Linked DNA regions of Mus musculus: region 1 is linked to region 2. A link is a contact called in public Hi-C data. All regions are on one chromosome and are shown on one strand. The core of a region is the stretch at or near the end of the contact, and the rest is flanking DNA. Distances in the headings are between cores, read along the strand shown. Region 1 has its middle 64 kb from the start of Gm30275. Region 2 has its middle 6.9 kb from the start of Gm30392.

The links. A called contact is a pair of places that touch in the nucleus more often than the background predicts.
Region 1: a contact with region 2 is called in a Hi-C map of the P5424 cell line, with 2.7 times the contacts expected there. The contact joins two enhancer-like sites. A contact is called at or near these places in 1 of 15 datasets of contacts at CTCF or cohesin (CD8 T cells), 17 of 484 Hi-C or Micro-C datasets (CD8 T cells, CD8 central memory T cells, the G1E-ER4 cell line and 13 more) and 4 of 115 datasets of contacts at active chromatin or transcription factors (CD8 T cells, effector CD8 T cells, memory CD8 T cells and 1 more).

Annotation. Positions count from the first base shown.
Region 1 is chr14:54,058,391-54,064,395 of GRCm38.p6, reverse strand. It overlaps Tcra and Tcrd. Among named protein-coding and RNA genes, the nearest start is that of Gm30275, 64 kb to the left of the region's middle. Within about 2 kb of position 4,240, at least 59 of the 459 cell types and tissues checked have an H3K27ac peak or open chromatin away from gene starts, as enhancers often do. A contact at or near this core is called in the P5424 cell line, where this site is marked.
Region 2 is chr14:53,999,364-54,005,668 of GRCm38.p6, reverse strand. It overlaps Tcra, Tcrd and the pseudogene Trdv3. Among named protein-coding and RNA genes, the nearest start is that of Gm30392, 6.9 kb to the right of the region's middle. Within about 2 kb of position 3,423, at least 17 of the 459 cell types and tissues checked have an H3K27ac peak or open chromatin away from gene starts, as enhancers often do. A contact at or near this core is called in the P5424 cell line, where this site is marked.

The DNA.
Region 1 (6,005 bases), core at 2,991-5,490, 58 kb before region 2:
TGTGTCTACTTAGAGGTGATCATCTGGTCTCCCAGTCTCTCAGGATCCTAGGGAGATTTTGACTGACAATTGTTACTCTGACACTCTCTGGCTGCGGCCAGCACAGATCTGCTAAAAATAAAGTAGGATGCAGACTCTTGTAGATAAGGGATATTGTTAGGTTTGCAAAGGAGTCTAGTCCATCACAAAGTAAGCTTGGGTTCCCTCAGGGTTTAAGAGTCATTAACCCGACTTCGAAGGGAAGATTCTGTTAACAGGAAGAAGCCATCCTTCCCCTTGGAGGCTTGGAGGAAGAGGCTACAATTGGGTCAATGTCACCAGGGGATGCTCACCGTGTAAGCTATTCTTCCTCTGAGATCTTGGATGTATGCGTCAAGGCTGAAGTTGTCTCGGCAGCTGCTCTGCTCCTGGCAAGATCTGCAACCAGTGCAATGCTTGCTTCTTGACTTCTGCTTCACCTGAACACACACAGTATCTGCTAGATACATCCTCGCTGGTCTTCTGAGGTCATGAAAGCAGTGCAGTTACACTCATACTACCATATTTCCTGCTGCCTTGTTTCTTCAGTTGACTTATTATTTGGTTCTCTGGACCTCCAAGTTTGAAATCTTCTCGGTCTCTACCCCTTCAGCTCTCTTTTGCACTGTACCCCTGAAAAGACAGAGGAACAGGCAAGAGGAACCTGCTAAATTTAAAAATGAAACAGAAGAGTGGCTGGTTCAGTAGCCGGGTAACTATGACACAGTGCATTCATTAAAGTCATGTGGCCGCTATCAAGTTCAAGTCCTGGAGGTTCCTTTGTAGAAGACCTTGGCAAAGGAGCAACAGAGAGAGTGAATTCAGAGCAGGACAGTTGAGATAGAAGAACACTGGGGATGGATAAAGCAAGGGCATTGTGCTTGTCTTGGGAGAAGACGCCGTGAGTTATACCAAGTCTACAAGACTCCAAGCACAGTCACAATGGTATACATAGAGAGCTGTCTGTGTTCTAGCGTGTAGTTAAGGAGCTTTGTGAAATCTTTTCTGCTAAGCCTTATTAAAACTCCAGTGCCTCACATTTAATAAGCCCTTGATAATGAGAATATAGCTCATGGCACAGTGGTTAGAGCTAACGCTGTGCAATCTAACAATCTGGAATCCAAGTTCTTCTTTGAGACTTTAGCTGTTGACTCTCAGGAGAGTTTTAGCCTTTCTGAGGCTTTGGTTTGCTATCTGCCTCGTGGAGACACAGTACCTCCTCCAGCTCCCACACACTGACCCAGGGAGCAAGAACGTTAGGGAGGAAGATGTCTGGGAGGCTCTAAGCATTGTGCCTGACACATGGCTAGTACTCCCTGAAAACGAGCTGCTGGCTTTGTTTCCATGCCTAGGGCACAGAGATCTCTGCGGATTCCCGAGAAATTTTCACTCAAAGCCCCACTTAGCTGCAATGTAAACATCATTTCAGAAAAGGAAAATAAGCAAGCACAGGATTAAATCAATTACCTCCCTAAATGCCCCTTGACAATTGCTTTTTTTTTTAATGCATTTTACCTGATATTCATAATGCACATAATGTGTTAGATCAAATTTACATATCAGCTATTCTTCAGTTCCTCTGACATCTCTCTCTGCCACGTTTCCTTCAAATTTCATTCTCTTTTTCTCTCTCTCCCTCCCTCTCTTTCCCTCCCTCTCTTTGTCCCTCTCAAAATTACCCACTGAATCTACTTAGTGCTGCCAACATTGCATGGGTGGGACCATCTACTAGAACACAGTAGTATTATTTGCTTCTAAAAGTATAAAGACTGCCAAAGTTTCCAGAGACTTAGAGAATATGCTATTGAACCTGGCCTAAGATGGGAGAAACCCTTGCATGCATTCATTCTCCCCAGAAACAGACATGAAGTGGTAGTGGCTCACCCACCCATTTGCTACAAGCCGGGATGCTGTGGCCACAGCTCTGTCTTCTATTATATCTAAGTGTGATTGACCCAGTCTCATGAGCTGCCAATGGGGGAAAAGACTTGGAGTCACTGTAGTCAATCACCATTGAGAACCTATTAGAAGAACAAGGTACCATGCAGCCTCTTGAAAGGCTAAGAGTGTAGAAATGGCCATTACAGAGGAAACTCCTTCCGCTTGGCTGACTGGGGCAGGGTCTATGGCTTTACAGCAATTGGTACAGATGCTGGGTGAGGAGGCACATTCATTTTGTGTTCAGTAAAACAACTTTTATTCATGGATGTGAATTGTTATCCCCTTGGGAAAGGTGAAGGTATAGAAACAGGTTGCAGTTTCTAGGGGAATCTAATTCTCTCTCTGTCTCTGTCTCTGTCTCTGTCTCTGTCTCTCTGTGCATGTGTGTGTGTGTGAGAGAGACAGAGACAGAGAGACAAAGAGACAGACAGAGACAGAGAGAGCATAATGATGAATCAGAGCTGTGGTATCCTAGGAAGTCCTAGGTAATTACCCAGCCTGAATTTCTCCTGGAGCTTCTGGATAGTGCCAGATGTGCTCAGGCCTCTGTGCACCACCCCACAGAGCAGGCATCCAGAGCCAACCTCCTCTTCCAGGCTGTTCCTCACGTCTGGGAACACATCAAAGGAGGCTTGATATTCATAACCGCTGTGAGTCATTTTCACATAGAGCTGCAGGGAGCTGCCTGCACTGCTGCTTGCTGTATTCAACCCTTTGTAGGAGCAGCTGAGCTAAACCAATCCCCTATTATGGGCGAGAGTAGAGCCCTCCTGGGAGACCTGATTTACCCCCCACACCCCTATGCTGAATATAAAAAGCTCTTTTTTTTAAATTTGAGAAATAGTTATTAAAACATCCTCAGTCTTGGACTAGGCAACTTCAGAGCCCACAGGAACAGCTCGGCAGGTTTCTTCCACAAGGGTGTGACCACCCCAGGCCCTGTTGTTGGTGTCAATGACATCTGAAGCCTCCGGGTTTGTTTCCTTCAGAGGACAAAGAATGTCAACAAGAGTCCAACCACAGCCACAATTCTTCTCTACTGGAAAACAAGTGTTGCCAGGTCCTGCTGAGTTGGCCTATTGTTGGAAACTGTATTCTGTGTGCCATCCTTTGAGGGCTGACAGAAGCTTGGGAAGGCAAAGCTGCAAGATGGTAGGAGCTGGAAGAGGACTCAGTCATCATCTAATCCCAGGACCTCAAGTTACACATCACAGATGAGGCATGAACAGGATACAGGCTGTTTAAGGTCACTCAGACAGGCAGAGTTTTTGGCATCTGGAGTCACTCTCAAGGGACTGGAAAGCAGTGGCAGGTCACCTTGGTGTCCATGGAGGGCTAAAGAGAGGAAAGGGATGAAGACCAGGAGAGATGAGGCTGTTTCTTAGTTCCATGCCCGAGTTCCTCTGTGTGGAAAGTGACTGAATTATTTACCTCAATATCACTGTTTTAATGAATGACTCCGAGAAGTCCTGGTAACCATGGGTTTTGTGGTTAGTGGAGGACAGTCCAGTTTCTCAACAGGCCAAAGAGGGGTGCCTAGATTTGTACCCTGTTCTCAGAAACCACCCAAGGCTTTTAAATACCCTGGCTTAGAAGAACTCAATAGGGTATTGTTGTACTGGGTAAATGGTGAAAAAAAGAAAGAAGGAAAGAAAGAAAGGAAGAAAGAAAGAGAGAAGGAAAGAAAAAAGAATTATAGAAATACAGAAAAGAAGCAGCCAAGTTGTCTGGCTTCAGACCTGGGACACACCACACAGCTGTGTCTTCCAGGCTGTGTTGTTTCTGCTGCCAGCAGGAGTGGACCCCTACTTTAGTTTTGGACAGCTTAGAAAGCAAGTCCCCATATGTAGGTGCATCCTAATGCATTCTGGTCATGCGATATCTTTTCCGTCTGCTACAGAAGCAAGCACAGTTTGCTCTTTAAAATGCCCAGAGCTCCTTTTCCCATTTGGGGATTGTGGTGAAAGGTCAGACCACTGAGCTTGTCTAGTGGTAATAGGGGTTCTAGATAAATGAACCCCCAAGGTCTGCCAAGGAGATGAGAGAGCAGCAGACACCCCAGGGGAGGAACGTGACAGCAGAAAGCTACACAGGGTCTCTCACCTTTTGCTAGTAATTTGCCCTGTACCTCTATTTGGAGATGCCTTGTAATCTCCAAGTCCACACCTCTCTGTCACTCTGTCACCCCCTTTCTCTTGTTATTACCTTGTCAACAATAGTAGCCACCAACTTAAAGGACAACTGCAGCAGGATGCAGTGAGTGACTGGGTAGCTGCCTCCTGTTTAATAAACAGAGAAAGATTGTTTTGCAGCATCTCTCCATATGCTGTGGCATCTGTAACTGGCATGTAAGGGACTCATTTTCCTCACATATCTCATTAAAGATGCAAAGCAAAATGGAGGGCTTCAAGCCCGGGCTCTCCAGGAGCCTGCCCGTACTTTACATTTCTTACCATCTGCTGCCATCTAGTGGTCCCCTGACTCTTCTTCATGGCAAGATCAGAATCAGAGGCAGTCTCAGCTTTGGAGAAACAGGCATAGGATATTAAGAACAATGAAGTAGAACAAAATGATAACCATGGCCTCCTCAGATCTCTTGTTATCAACTGATGCCCACCTGGGCCACCTTGGAACTGCCTCCCGGAGCCGGAGAGCCCCCCAATAGATTCCCTCACCGAACTGATTTTAAATGTTAATTATAAAAACTTAGCATACATACTTGGAAGATCTTGTGAGCCTCAAGGCAAATTCTTTGGCCGGGACCCTGAATCCCCTCCACTTCGTGCTAAATTCCTTATATATTGAGAAACCCCTTAGAGGTTGGGGAGAAAAAGGCTTAGAACAGAACGGGAACCCCATGTATCTTTCCTGCAGTCCATCCACTTACTTCCATAGAGAATCCCTGGAGGCTCAAGTTAGTCCAAGGCTAATGGTGCTCCAAGTACCACATTTCCTGAGGCTGACCTTGTCTGCTCCATTGTCTGTGTCGGCATCAGAGTGTGTCCTCAGCCTTGATCCATCGGCTTGAGGTTCAGGGTAGCTAGAAAACCTCCCCTAGGAAGAAGGCATAAAGCGACACGAAGAGCTGAACTTATTGCAGCTCCTGAGCATGGCAAGCAGCACCCGGGCAGGGCAGGGCACACAGCAGCTGTGGGTTTATGCATAGGGTGCAGGTGCTTGTGCACCACTGTGTGCTCATAACAGAGAAGGATGGAAGCTACTCCTGGGCTGGGGACCTAGACGCAAAGAATGATGCTGCTTCTTTTCCTTTTTGGTCCTTAAACCAAGCAGTTAATGTCTTTTTCCATAAGCCTTGACATGTGCTCATTAATTTCATTAATTGATTCATCCTTTCATATGTACTCGACATTTCAATATTCAGCAAACGAGACACGAAAGCTAGCGAATGACACAGTCTGAGTCCTCAAGGATATTATTGTTAGAGCAGGGAGAGAGAAAGAAGGATGGCAGTCAAGGTGGCATCAATTCTCCAAATGGAAAAAAAAACATCTACACAGAAAATTGGGTCTCACTAAAGACTGGGTCACAGGAGTAGACAAGTCAAACTGCCCAGGGAATCAAGATGGTAAAATGTTCTCTAAAATGTGTGGGCTCTTAAAGTCCCAATAACCTCCAGCCTGTTCTCTAGCTGTCAGTTATCTTCCCCAGGGAAGAAAGATAATGAGTGACACGGGGGTGGGGGGTGGGGGGGTGGGGGGTGGGGATGAGGATGGGGGCGGGGGTGGGGGCGGGATACTCCAGAGCCCAAATACATTGATCTACAACAGATTCCTCCCCTTCTCGCTATTATTATTCATGCATTGATTGACATGTTCATTCATCATTCATTCAAAAATCCATACTGTCCCAGCACTGACACTACAGTCACAACAACAACAACAACAACAACAACAACAACAACAACAACAACAACCAGGTTCCCAGGTTTCCCCACCAGCTGACAGAGAAGGCCAATTCACTGCCGTGCTTGCCCCCATCTTCCAGTACTTCATTAGTTAAGTATATGTCCACCTTTTGATGCTTGT
Region 2 (6,305 bases), core at 2,174-4,673:
AAACTTTCTGGATCTTGGCCATTATTACGATAGCTGAAGATTGCAAATGTGTCTGCTAGAGAATTTTGGAGTAAACAATTCATCTAAGAAGTCTTTTTAAAACCGTAACTTCATTCCCAGTACATCAGAGATCACAGAATTGTGTATGCATTCATTAGTGTAGTGTTAATAGGGTTGCTTGCAAAGGGAACCATCCACCATCTTTTAAGTATCATTCTCACATTACCATCTGGCAGCATGTTCAACAGCCACTTACTATACAGGTAAATGCTTGGCTAGAAAAAGAAAGATACAGAGGCAGACAGCAGGGAGAGTTAGATGCCCAATGATTTCTTGACTCCAGCAAGCAGACCATTTCTCTTTCACACTACGTCTCTTAAAGACCCAAGGGTATGTGCAGTCTCTTTTCTATACTATAAACTATAAACATTCTTGCTTCCTTCATAAAAAACCTCATTTCTGCATATATTATTTCAGCTCCTTTTTGATGGTCTTCCTACAGTTTATCAACGTCTCTTCAAATGTTCTATTTCCTGTTAGAGCCCCATTTTATTCAGGTAGTTTTCACTCAGCTGTGATTATAATTCATGAGTCAGTGGTTTAACCTCGGTGGTTAATTACTTCTATCTTGTAGTCATTTTTCGGCTAGTTAGATTTCCTTTCCATCCCATACCTTATTCATTAGAAGTGCCTCTTAAGAGAGGATACATGCCGTTTTCCCCACGGTGATAGCTGATTGGATCCAGGCAGACAGAAGGATCATCAGTTTGGACTGGATCTATGGAGTCAGTAGCTCGACTCTCTTGGTGCCTGTCAGTAGAGCTATAAAGCTTTGTGGGTCTGAACCAGACTCATCCTTCAGTAAATGACAGCTTGGATATTGAGTTGTGTCTGGTTTCCCAAGAGGACATCTTATTATACATTCAAGAAAGTAGGTTCAGAAAGAATAGCCAGTTAATAGTTTCCTTCCTCCTGTGAGACACAGCTGCATTTTTTTGTAAAAGGATTTTATGAGATTCTCCTTTCAGAAAAATGTTCTTTTCCTTGAACCAGTTTGCATAGCTATATAGAAAGTACTGTAAATCCCTTCTCCATATGTTGCAAGTGATTTCTGTAAACCTACTGAATCTATCTATCTATCTATCTATCTATCTATCTATCTATCTATCTATCTATCATCTATCTATCTATCTATCTATCTATCTATCTATCTATCTATCTATCATCTATCTATCTATCTATCTATCATCTATCTATCTATCTATCTATCTATCTATCTATCTATCTATCTATCTATCTATCTATCTGTCTATATGTCCTTGGCTGTTTTAATCAATTTTTGAATTTGTTGAAATGCTTTTCAGTCTCTAACTCATGACAAAACCTTTTGGCTACCATTCTCAAGCACACATTATTTTATACTTGATGAACATAATTCATGCAGATTATGCCAGATGACTTGAGTAGGTCAGGATGAAGGGTGGAACCTTGTGGCGTAACAGTAGAATGTTTCTTTAAATCAAATCTTTACATACATTTTCTTTGATACTGGGATTGAGCCTAGGGCCTCATTTATACTAAACACTAGTTCTACCTTTAGGTGTTGTGTTTGGCTGTTTTTCAGCTGAAGATATACCAACTAGCTATAGCTTTGTGTAGAATGGCAAAGAGATGAGAGAACATAATTTGGGGCCAAGTGAACATAAGTTTGAGTCTTACTATACCATGGTTTAGGGGAGCTTCCCTAGCACTTCACTGTTCAATGTCTTCCTCTCTGAAGCAGGGACAATCATGCCAGGCACAGTTTTGTGAGGCGGGTTACAGACAGCAGTGAGAATTAACCAAGCAGAGGGGTTAAGATGCAGGCTTTGGGATAATGTACTTGAATCTGTAAAACGTCTTTCTTATGTTGTCTTCTCAGCCAAGTAAGCTAATTTCTCTGTGTTTTAGTTTATTTGTCTTTAATATGGGGGATAATCACTGTACTTACTACTTCATAAGATTATTATGAAGATTGAATTAATGTGTATAAAGCATTTACAATATTTTTTAATCTTAAAGTTTCCTTTATTTTGCCCATTATTTGTGCATGTCCGCGTGCGTGCGTGTGCGTGTGTGTATGTGCGCGCGTGTGTGTGTGGGTAGGTCAGAGGACAATGTTGAAGTGTTATTTGTGGCCTTCCACCTTCTTTTTCAGGCAGGGCTTCCCTTGTGTAAGCTGTGCTGTGTACTCCAGGCATCTTAGGGTTTTCATTGCTGTGATAAAACATCCTGACCCAAAGCAATTTGGGGGAGGAGAAGGTTTATTTAAGCTTACAGTTAAGTTGTTGGAACTCAAAAAAGGCAAGAAGTTGGAGGCAGGAGCTGATGCAGAAAGTGTGGAGGATGCTGCTTACTGGCTTGCTCCCTATGGATTACTCAGCCTGCTTTCTTACAGAACCCAGGACCACTGGCCCAGGGATGGCACCAGTTATACTGAGATAGGCTGGGCCCTCCCCAGGGGAAGCTGTGGCAGCTGGTTACAGTGTGCACTGTCAGCAAACAGGCTGATGATTCTATTGTTCAGGTCACCTTTCCCCCTTTCAGTGGTTCCCAACCTTCCTAACGCTGTGACCCTTTAATATAGTTCCTCATGTTGTAGTGACCCCCCCAACCATAAAGTTATCTTTGTTGCTACTTCAGAAGCATAGTAATTTTGCTACAGTTATGAATCATAATATAAATTTTCTGATGATCTTAGGAGACCACTGTAAAAAGGTAGTTTGGCACCAAAGGAGTCGAGTCCCACAAGTTGAGAACCACGCGCGCTATCCCTTTCATTCATCCCAGGACCCCAGCTTTTCAGCAGAGTTATTTTGGAAGAGGAAACACCATTTAAGAAAATGCTCCCACTGGATTGGCTTGTGGATAAGACTTACAAAGTAATTAAGGTAGGCTTTCCCATCTTAATTATCTACCAGTCTAATCTAGACAGCCCCTCCCAGGCATGCCCAGAGGCTAACCGAATCTAACTAATCACTCCCATGCATGCCCAAAGACAGGTGATTAGAGATTTTGTCAAATGTACAGTCACTAACTGCAAATTTTGCCAAGTTAGTTACTGTCTTAGAGCTTTCTCCTTCCTTCCTTCCTTCCTTCCTTCCTTCCTTCCTTCCTTCCTTCCTTCCTTCCTTCCTTCCTTCCTTCCTTCTTTCCTTTTTTTCCCTTACTTTATTAGTGGACATTTGTTTTACAAAGCAGCAGGTAAACAAAGCTTACAAGTCTCTGAAAACTGCAGAAATTTACAAGCTCCCCAAGGTTAAATCAGCAGTGAAAATTGTTAGAGAAGACTTTCTAGGCAACCAGCCCAGTTTCCTGCACATTGTGTGGGAGGCTCCAGAGATGCACCCTTTTATGAGTCTATGCCTATGCTGCCTGAGCTTTTCAGTGATGTAGCCACCTTTGAGTCATCTCTGCTCCTGAAAACCTCCACCTGCTCTCCTGTAAGTATCTCCAGTAAACCTATTGGTTCATTGAAGGAGACATTATGCTTATATTATACTTAGTATCATCAGCTTCTTATCTGGGGTGAATAGATGCTCGTTCACCTCTCCCTAGGAGAAGTCGTGTAAGAGATACTAAGGGGGCTGCCATGGAACTTTCAAGATGTCTCAGCAGGTAAAGATGCTGCTGCAGAAGCCTGACAACCTGAGTTTTATTTTTGGAACCCACATTAAAAGATGAACAGATACATACATCTATTTCTCCAGGGCACAAAGGACATGATGGGAGGAGAGCACAGTGGACTGCCTGAAAGCCCACAAACCAGCTAGCCTGATACGCTGGATAGTTTTATGTCAACTTGATACAAGCTAGAGTCAGTTTCGAAGAGGAGTCTGTGGAAGGAGAGACAGGAGAGAGTAATTAGAAATGAATATGATCAAAGTACATGATATACTTGAACAAAACTGTTATCCCCAAATCCACTGCTTGGTACAACCGATGCTCACTAATAAACTTATTAAAGAAAGAAAGAAACAAGAAAATACAAAAGCTCTGAGACAGCAATTAACTTGGGCAAATTTGAGTAGTTAGTAAGCAGTAGCTCCAGGACCCGCATCCATTAGCCACTGATGCCTAAGCATCCTTCGAGCTGCCCCAGGACAAGGGCTAACACAAGTGGGGCAGTGACCTTGTCTGAGAGTCAGGAATGACCTTGTCTTTAGTCAGTAAAATCTCTATGCCTTAGGCACTTAGAGATAATGGTGTTGGTGGTTTTGTTTTGTTTTGTTTTTAATCTTGTAACAGTGTCCCAACAGGATGGTTTGTGTTAGACAGAATGAGGTTCCAGAGCTTGGGTTTCACAGCTTCAAAGTATACTTCATCTGGGCCTTTGAGGTTTTTGTACAGCTCCCCACTGTGTCCTTGGTATTGTGTCTCCCCGAAGGCAGTGGTACATAGTGGAGTCTGATCACTGGACTGAATATTTCACAATGGGTGAAGTTCTTTTCTTTAAGATTTTTGGCTCCAAAGGTTTGTTTGTTTGTTTATTTATTTATTTATTTATTATTTTTTTTATTGTCTTCTCTATCTTAAGAAACTGAGCATTGTTGTTGGAATGTTGAACATCCCAGGAAAGAGTAGGGTACTCCTTTGGTGTATAATTGTGATCCATAGTCACATCTGTTCCTTCTGACACAAGCGTTTGGCTTATGTGTTAACTGAATTGCCACTAGTTCCTCTTGCAAGGGAAAAATGCTTGTTTTATAGGTTTGACCAGAATCATGATCAGAAAGCTTTTAAGATTTTCGAGAGTATAAAAGTTATTCATATAAAATGGACTCACCAAACGTGAAGACCAGAATTAGAGAGTGCAGGGTTTAGTCTGCCAGTAGGATCCCACTGACTTGAAGCAGCTAAGAAACCACAAGACAGGCTCATGCATCCATTTTGCCTCTTGGTGGATAGCACCTCCATGTGGCAAGTCGATGAAATAAAGACTGTAAAATACTCATCTGCTTCCTAGCACTCCTGCTCTCTCTAGAGTCCATTCCTATGAGACACTGGGAGGACTTGGGTCTCGTAGGCAGAGGAGTCAACATATCCTCATCAACATGGCCTCTAGGGCACATATTCATTAGCTCGGACACATCATGCCATGTCAGAATCTAGACATGAAAGAGATGTATGAGTGTGTGCACATATGTATGCACACATATGTGTGTGTACATGCGTGCACATATGTGTATGTGCTTGTTTTCTTTATCTTCTAACAATGTCCAAACAGGCCTGACAGTGTGGGAGAGACACTTCTCTACTCGAGTCAGATATGCACCACATCTGGCTTGTTTGGGTTCTTGATTCTTTTTCTTTCTTTTCCAGGTGTGGTATTTCTGTAGCTTCTTAGAACTGGAAAATCTTTTCTTCAACAACGTAGCTTTTTATTTAAACTAGAAGTAGGTTGAGTATTTTCGGTGTTTTTTTCGAGTTGCATATTGAGTGGCTCAGGGTGAGTGAAGGGGTCCAGGAAAGGCTCTCGGAATAACAGAGACGATATGAGAAAGGATTCTATGAGCACATGCATGCATGCCTGCTTGTTATTTTCACTATTTCTACAGGTGAAAAATCAATCTATTTATTCATATGCTTGTTTTTTAGTTTTTGAAGTGCTGGAGATTAAACTGAGGGTCTTTTGCACACGAGGCAAGTATTCTATCATGGTTCTAAATTACCAGCTCTTTCTCTATTTACATTTTTCTTTCTTCTTTCATATTTTAAGATTAGTCATGAGCCGTCATACCTAGCCCAGAATTCCTTTGTTTTCTCCTCCTCTTCCTCCTCCTCCTCCTCTTCTTCCTCTTTCTCCTCTTCCTGTTCCTTCATTTTTTTAGACAGGGCTTCTATGTGTGGCTCTTGGCTGTCCTGGAACTCACTCTGTTGACCAAGCTGGTCTTGAACTCACAGAAGTCTTCCTGCCTCTGCCTCCCAAGTGCTGGGCATAGGATTTGCTGACAGAATCAGGGACAGGACAATCATGAGTTTGAGGCCATCCTGGGCTACACATCTGTTTTTCTTTTTCCTTTCCCTTCCTTTCCTTTTCTCCCCCAACCCCGCCCCCGGCATGGGTGGCGCATGCCTTTAGTTCCAGAATTTGGGAGGCAAAGGCAGATGCATTTTTGTAACTTCAAGGCCATTCTGGTCTGCAGAATGAGTTTCAGGACAACCAAGGCTACACAGAGAAGCCCTGCCTCAAAAATCAATAACAAAAACAAAGAAACAAAAAGACCACAAAGCAACAGCCTTCTTCTTCTGTTTTTTTTTTTTTC